Regions from separate parts of the Dromaius novaehollandiae genome. Here region 1 is linked to region 2. The links are chromatin contacts, called in public Hi-C maps. All regions are on one chromosome and are shown on one strand. The core of a region is the stretch at or near the end of the contact, and the rest is flanking DNA. Distances in the headings are between cores, read along the strand shown. Region 1 has its middle 88 kb from the start of ST3GAL1. Region 2 overlaps ST3GAL1 (ST3 beta-galactoside alpha-2,3-sialyltransferase 1).

Evidence for each region. Hi-C and Micro-C count contacts between places; a contact is called where the count stands out from the background.
Region 1: a Hi-C map of brain shows a contact between it and region 2, with 2.6 times the contacts expected there. The contact joins two enhancer-like sites. A contact is called at or near these places in 2 of 4 Hi-C or Micro-C datasets (brain and liver).

What each region holds. Positions count from the first base shown.
Region 1 is chr2:161,668,966-161,673,177 of bDroNov1.hap1, reverse strand. No RefSeq gene overlaps it. Among named protein-coding and RNA genes, the nearest start is that of ST3GAL1, 88 kb to the right of the region's middle. Within about 2 kb of position 1,662, at least 1 of the 2 cell types and tissues checked has open chromatin away from gene starts, as enhancers often do.
Region 2 is chr2:161,511,328-161,515,515 of bDroNov1.hap1, reverse strand. It overlaps ST3GAL1 (ST3 beta-galactoside alpha-2,3-sialyltransferase 1), which reads left to right. Exons shown (of 7, transcript XM_064507892.1): 5 at 2,190-2,235. Among named protein-coding and RNA genes, the nearest start is that of ST3GAL1, 69 kb to the left of the region's middle. Within about 2 kb of position 1,700, at least 1 of the 2 cell types and tissues checked has open chromatin away from gene starts, as enhancers often do.

The DNA of each region.
Region 1 (4,212 bases), core at 413-2,912, 160 kb before region 2:
TCCAGAATGACTCCATGGCCAAAAACTCCTGTGCAATAGGGTCTTTCCATGGCAACACCTTGCAGATGGCTTAATTTCAGCAGTTATCTGGGCTGACATGTTTATTATTTTGTACCAGAAGAGCAGGATTCTCATGTGTAAGTTGATCTTGTATTAGAAGATAAACAATGTTCTGAACTCAGAAACCAAAAATTTCAAAAACTGTCTTTTTGCCTACCATGAACTCTAAGGTTTTGGTTTTTCTAGGGAGGAATGAATTATTCATGGTGAGTAATTTATTCAAGGACTCCCCTCCCTTTCTTCTTTGCAAATAGATTACAAATATCTCTTACTTATTCAGGTGTTAGGTACAAAAATCTACCTATTTAATTTTGGCTTAAAATCCATTTTGCATATAACTTATTGCAAGTGTTTACAATCTGAGATTTCTGATAGGTATTGCAGAAATCGCCTTGGGAGGCGAGATGCCCTCTTCAATGCCTCTTGGCTGAATGAGTGTTATAACTAACACCTCCAGTCAGAACTGCAGTCACAGAGTGCTGCTTAACCATTTTTAGCCAATGCACCCTGTCCACACCAGCATACCTTCCAGCAACTGAGCTCGAGCTGGTCTCAGCGCAGGATCAAGCATCACAGATTCCCCCTCGGACTTTGTCTCTTATCATGCAGTGAAGCCTTCATAGTGAGGGATGATATTCCTGTTCACACAGCCCCTTCCTTTTTAGGATTTTCAAAGGAGAAATAGTCAACTTAAACTATATATTTTTTTTATAGCAGGAAGAAAAAATACAAAATTAGAAAAAATTGGTCTGAAATGCTTTTGCAGAACAGGCCATCTGCTCAGCAAGGAATAGTGCTGTTTGCACACACACCCCTTGCCTGTGCTGGGAAGGGAAAGGTGAGTCCAGCAGGAAACTGCAGGCTAAGCCTCAGAGCAGAAAACAGATTCAAGTGGAGCTCAGAGAGTTGCATTGGCATGAGGAAATGCATAAGCCCTTTCGGGTGTGGTGACTCACAATGATGGAGCTTATTTTTCTGGGTGGAGGTGTGGAGGAATGACACCACTCTTTCCCTCCCAAAATGATGCTAGTATTTCTAGTCCCAAGCGGTCCTGTGGGACAGAGTATGTCTGTGTCCATGGGGGACGAAGAGACCCCACCTTTTCCAAGGAATGAGATAAATCATATGCTCTTCTTGTATTTATTTCCTTCTCTCCCCCTTCTCCGTTCCCCTCCCCTTCCCTCATGTTATCCGTCAGCATTCAAGTCTATATTCCCTCTTCTTCCTCTTTTGGGGAACTTGCTTTTACCAGAATATTTGGCTCAAAGGTATCTTTCGTTTAGCCGCCTGGCTCATTAGCGATTTTTAAGATCTGAGTCATATGGTTTACTCAGTGATATCTCTCTTCCGCTCAGCTCCCCTTCCCGTCCTCTTCCTCAAACGTTCCTCAATGTCAATGCGCCGGGTGTCTCCGATCCGGAGCACAGTATAGGCATTGTGTGAATTATATATGTCAAACACTGGCGTTGGGGAGAGCAGGAGCAGATGTTGAATGGTTGGAGTTCAGGGGTTATTTGACAGGAAATGTCTCGGTGGAGGACCTCTCCTTTCCGCAGCCTGCTGTTTTGTGTCTCCTCTCGGGGGATGAACAGCAGCTCCAGCCCCGGCAGGGCCCCTCTCTCTGACCGCTGAACCAGGCTCCTCACTTGTTTCTAGTCGCTTTGGCTAGACAAGAAACAGCCGAGCTAATGGGCAGAAGAGGATATTAATTTGCATTTGAATACAGCCCAACACAGTTACTCAATGTTACTGCCGGGTAATGGGAAAATTAAGCTAAAAGGGAGTTAGCATATGGAAAAGAAATGTAGCCGGTGCTGAGAAGACAGGCTGCAGTTGCAGTGAATTAGTGGCCGCAGCTGTTACGCTGGATGCCTTCCTGCTCTCGGGGCAGGTAGCGTTGCAAAAGTAAATATTGCCTTTTACACACATTATTAGGTAGCGAGGAGTGGCTGGAGAAATCAACCCAGCCAACTGGAAAAGAAAAAAAAAAGTGATCCTGCTGTATTATTAGAAGTCTAGTGAAGAAAAAGCCACAGAAGCGAAGGAATGCAGGGCGAAAGATCCTGCCGTCCTTGCAGGAATAATAACCATAGAAATGTTTCCTTCCATTTGTGGTGGGCCACCACCGCTGTCCTGGAGCGAGCCTGGCTAATCACCCTCAGCAAACCTCCCCGAGTCAGGGAGAGTCTGGCTGCAGCTTTTTACACGTGTTGCTATGTATTATTATAGCTTATATATGTGCATATTATACATGGCTACTGAAGGAAAGCTATCGCTTTCCTTAATTTCCCCTTTTCTCTGCATCTGGCTTTCCTTTCCTGTCTGGGACTCTGCCCATAGTCACCCCGTGAGCTACCTGTTGTCCCAAGGAAATCATAGGGATTAACCAGGATTGGAAGGGTTCACCCAAGCAGCTCACTTATGGCTCTGGGTCTTCAGTTTCATTCAGCCCTGCTTTGGTCTGCAGCATTCACTGCTGTGATCCCACTATGCCATAGATACACTGTAGAGTAATGTGGAAAGCTAGGATGTCTCCTTGCATTTTCTTTAAATTCCTGATAAATATATATTTAAATATATATATAAGCAAAAATATATTCCTCTTGAGTAAGCTTTAGACATGCACAAATCCACACACAGATGCCCTCGCCCCTTTTCTTATGAGACAAACTATATTCAGGGTATTTCTTTCCCAAACTGTCTAAAACTTGTATCAACATGCCTACTTTTTTAAGGATGCTTAGACCCTCCAGTGCTCAGTGTAGCCATCAAAACTTTCTAGCACCCTTTGAATTCAGCCAAACATGTTCCAGAAAAATAAAAATGTTATGTAGATGGTTGAGGTTTTTTTTCAAAGCAATGCCTAGGGTTTAGTTACATATCTGCCAGCAGTACTGGTGTGTGGCTAAGTATGTTGCATGGTTTTGAATCTCTCAAGCGTGACTCTTAAAATAATATTGTATGTGCTTCTTATTGGTTATATCAGATGAGTCCCACTTCAGTCATTTATTTACTTTGATGATCTCATTAGAAATAATTAAAATTTTTGTCCGGTTCGTATTTAGTAGCTTTGTTTAGATTTTTTTTTTAACAGATCATTTACTTTTGAAAACTGCTCCAGCCTGCCGTTCACCCAGTATTATTGTTACAGAATTCTTTCTGAGAGTTCACAACCTCCCCCATAAATCATTACATTCCCATTTAGCAAATTTAATAATGGGATCTGGTTTCAATACTCCTTGCACAGAAAAGCCACTTCATCTTTTCGTTTGGAAGAGGAACTTGATGGAATGTGTCTGGTGATGGGAGCAGCTCTCCCAGCCCTCGGTGCGGCTTCTCGGCTATGCCCATTATGAGCCACGCTCTCTGCGGCTGCGTGTTAAAGTGAAATGTGCCTACTTCACCTCTGCTGCCAGAGAAAGAAGGGGGAAGGCAGAAGTAAGAAAGGGAGGAGAAAAAGCTTTTTTCATCAGGCTAAAGAAAGCGACAAAGCATTCCAAGCATCTCTGAAAAATTCATGCATTAGGGTAAGTAAGTGCAGGCTTACAAGCATTTACTAAAGTATAGCTAAAATACATCCACTCATTTCCTCACCCCACTATCGTCTTTTTCAGGTAGATGTTCCTCTAAAGTTAGATGATACCTGAATCTGGGCATGTATATAGGCTTTGAGCTTGTTCTAGAATATGTGTCTTTATTTTCTCCTTTCAGTGCTTGGTCTCAACTTTGCTAGTTGTCCTCAGCACAGAGTCCCAAGGGAACGCATGAGGACCCAGGGCCATGCTGCTGAACTCCTCACCCTCTTGGGTATATTTCTCCTCATAATCCTCCTCTGAGCTAGGGGAGCGTCCTCTCCCCTTTCACCCTGAACATGAAACGCAGGATCCCCTGATAAAAATGCCAGACACTTCAGGACTTCATTCCACAGACAGGATTCCCATCAGCCAAAGTACTCATCTCAGCATCTTCTCTATTTAATGGAGAGATGGTCTATTCACTTTTGAGGAGATAAGTGCTGAACTAGAGGAACCTGAACTGCACACTGCTATTGTAGATGGTTGAGGTGAGGTGGAACCCACTGTCTGCAATTGGCTTCGTGTCTCTGGGTAAGTCTACAGCACAGCAGAGGACTAAAGCCAAGATCCCAGGTCC
Region 2 (4,188 bases), core at 451-2,950:
GAGCATGCATTAAGCAAACACAATGACGGATACAATATATAAGGAAATTGCTGTATACGTTTGTAAAGGAGAGAAGAGATCAAATAAAATTAAAATCCATCAGAGGCATCTCCCGTTTGGTTGATGGGACCTCCCATTTCAATGTAGCTCTCTAAGATTGAGCATTGTCCCAGGAAAGACCCAAGGAAACCCTGGGAGCAAAAACCTCCAGGCCCTTATCAGTTGTATATTGTGTCTCGTTGCCTTGGCAGGGAGATTCTGCAAGTCTGCTAGGAAGCACTGTGGTGAAAATAGCCCCATGTATCTTCACTTGTTTTGCCAAAGAGCAGTTTCTGTCTTCCTTAAAGTGCTCCACATCTTTGTCCTTGTTTAAGGGTACAGTAGATGTCCCCTGCAGAGCAGCTGGTGAGGTTCGCAGACTTCACTAGAGCCCTGCCAAGTGACTCATCTGAGACTTTTCCCAGATGATATGACTTTCACCTGCAGCCACCTTCATTGCAGGCTTCGCTCCGTGTGCCACTCCAGTATGGTACTTACCAGGTCGCTAACTCCCTGGCTGCTATGCATCCCAGGTTTTATGTGATCGTAATGTGGTAGCTCTCCATTTGGTCTTAGGCAGCATGCCAGTGCTTCTTATGCAGTTGTATGAAATTCTACAGCTAAGTGACAGCAGGATTTGGGTACTGCTTCTGAAAAAAAACAAATATCCCATGATTAAAATGGCTAATGCATCATCTGACCAAAGCACAGTACTGTCTTTGTTGAATTAGAGCTATCTGCAAATACTGTCTTGAACATCGCATCTAATTCTTACTGGTTTTGTACTATACCTGGCTAGTTGTCAGTAAAATATGCCCCCTTGTTTCCTCCACATCACCTTTTTAGAAAAGACCAGCTGTTTATTTTTAAGGTGACGAGGGGATTCTGCCAGCAAAAAAACACTTTTGTCTTCATAACCACAAGAAGGGTATGGGATCACCAAGTCTGCTTCTGCCAACTTTGCTACCCAAGGTCACGCATGGGAAGCAGGTGCAAGGGCAGATTTGCTGCGTGCAAACAGAGAGGTCTTTAGGTGGTCCCCTTTTGTTCCCCTCTCCCATTAGCGCTGCCCACCCTAGTGCATGTCCCTTGTCACATCCCCGGGGCTGCATAACCCCCATCACCTCTCCCTCCTCGTCCAGCCTGGAGCAGGGATTGCACTTTTCAGGGATGCCCAGAGGAAACAAGGACACTGCTGGGTCACCACTGTTTTGGGAGTGTATTAAAACTTAACGGTAGAATCCTTCTTATTAACAAAATTTGAGCGTAAACGTTTAGACTGAACTAGTGGAAGGCTCTGGTGGTTGCCCATGTGGAGTAAGGGTCCGTCTAGAAAGCATGCAGGGTATGTCTGGGGATGTGCTCCAGCAGTGAGGCCAGGTCCCCAGTATTTTCGCACATGAAGCGAACTCAAGGCTGTTTTCACATGCCACGCATGTGATCAGCCATGCAATGCCAGCGTGCATTGTGCATGGGACGTGGCAAAGAACAGCCTTTTTGTTTTCAAGATGTGACTCGTGATTTTGACCCAGTCAGAAGGTACAACTTGGTAGGAACTGCTGGCAACCTTCTGCTTCCCACAGCGGTTGGAGGGAGGGGAAGGCTTGCTGGTGCAGGGCCATGGACTGGGAATGCATGAGTTGTGCTGTCCACAGAAATCATGAGCTCTGCTACCACCTACTCTGAAAATCGTGCATCAGCCACAAGTATTGAAAGGGGAAAAGTCTCCCTCTGGTGGGAAAAGGTTTTTCTGCCATGGAATTAAGCTGAAAGCCATTCCTGTCTTTAAGTGCAAGTAGTAGACTTACTGCAACTGTGATGGTCTGAGAATTAGAGTCTTGGGCTCTGTGGAGTACTGACTGTATAGTATATTGCCAGCTAAAGTCCTGGTGTCCTACTGTCAACAATTACCTTTAAAATTTTTTAAAAATGTAACATCTCGCTATAAACTTTGCCTCAATGAAAGCTCAGTTCATTTTATTGCTTCATTATTTAATTGCAGCCTCATTTTACAACAAGTTATTTGATGTAGTGCTTTCAAATCATTTGGAAATATTACTCAACATGAAAAATATTCTTGGAAATACTTGAAAATATTAATATGTTGCGCTTTTACTAATCCAAGTCTTTTTTTTTTTTTCTTTTATCAGCACATATGTTCCGGTTCCAAGGAAAATCAAAGCCAAAAAAGAAAAGGTGAGCAACACAGGTCTGTTAGTTTGCTCTGCTGATCCAGCTGTAGATCTTTTGCCTCTTTGGGAGACTGCAAGAATCCAGGGAAGTCTTTCACATTCATAAAAAAGGCAAACAAAAATACACATTCTTTACAAGGCTTAGCTAAACTGAAAGTTTATTTCCTGGTGTGCCATTCAGGCCATAATTTGGCCACTAAATAGCTGAGGTTGGAAAGAGACTGCTCCTGTGATTATGCTGTTGTGTGATGGCTGGTGTTGAAGGTTGCGTTGCTCCCTCTGGTACCGCTAAGGGAGAGGAAAGGTGCTCCGTTGGCTAGCAGCACTCGCCCTCCGCAGCAGTTGCTCTATTTCCACTTGTTGCAGTCACTGGGATGTAATGATATTTTGAACTGTGGTAAGTTTTTGAAGATATTTTAAAAATAATTTGACTGTCTGAACTCCAAGCATGTTTCTTGCTCCTGGGTTGCTTGCTTACAGTAAGGAGCTAAGCAAGCTCCAGACAAATAAAAAGATGTGTATTTTCAAGTCAGTGGCGAGCTTGTGACGGTTTCACTAGCTCTTGGAGAAGGCCCACAGCCCACATGTACTAACTGCCTGCACCGAATTAAACAAGCCTGGAGCGTGGGCTGAAGCCAAATCCATGCCATGTTTAATGGTTAGCACAGTTCCTGGCACGGTTTTGTCCCAAGAGCATTGATGCTCTCCCAGGCAATGCCCAAGCACAGTTTGGGAGATAGCACAGGCCTGGGAGTATCCCCCATTTCGGATAGGAACAGAATTTAGCTATGTGGACACAGCCTGTGCTGTGCCACTTGCCTCAGGGCTAAAGAAACGCCTCTGGCCTGTTGTGTCTCACAGAGCGCATGTGTGGAAAAACGCAAGATCCCAACGTCTCCACGGCTCCTGCAGTCACAGAGCATCAAGATCACAGATGCCCGGTAGAAAGGGACAGAGTTTTGTGCCAAGCTGCCTTTCTTGCATAGGAAAGGGCCATCACTGCTCCATTGCTGTGCACACCTTCTCTAAGGCACTGTTGCTGGCACAGGCTCCCTGTGTCTCTCCTGACCCATCTGCTTCACCCTGTAGACGCCTACAGAAGAAATGGATGTGGTGCATTCAGCAAATGTCAGGTAGCAGCCTCACTGCTAAAAATAGAGCCCATTTGTAAATATATGCCTGCAAGCTGCATTTGCTGATTAAGGCATGAGTCCATCATGCAGGAGGCCAGGCTTTGCCAAAAGCTTCAGATGAGATCTTTCAACTAGTATCACTTTATATCCCCGCACTTCAGCTGTGGACTTCTATGGGGTGTAAAATAATCACTTGGCTGGTCCCTACCTGTTGTGAAGGACACATTAACCTGTGTGAAACCCCTGTGAGATGCCCTCCAGCACGCTGTTAAACTCGTGTCACTGTTTAGCCTCTAGCACCAGCCTAAGGTATGGCTGGCAGTATGGAGCAGCTTTCCAAGAAGGGAGACAGTACACCTGTACTTTCTGCCACGCTGTGCAATGCAAAACGCCCCATGAGAAGCGATTACACACAGATACAATATCAGCAATTAGCCTCTGACTTTGTAGAAAGGAAAGCCCTGCAGCTAGCCAGACAGCACTGATACACTGTCACTCTAATTACAAATGCAGCATGGGAGGGCAGAGCTGATGGCAAAGCCTCTCCTTGCCTGATCCAGGGAAGGGGTCTGAAACCCAGGGCTCCCACCGGTTGTTGGATTCACTGTCCACTCTGCTCTAATCGTAAATGCTCCATCCCCATTAGATGGCCCCATAATTTCCCCAGGAGATAATCAAGTGTGATGTATGTCTTGCAGAATATAAGGCCTAGAAAAAGAGCATTCTTGGGAAAAAGTGCAGCTGACACAACCTGATAGACTTCCTGATAGTTTATACCCAAACCCCAGGTTCCCCTAGACCTGTACCTACAGAGGGACCAAGAT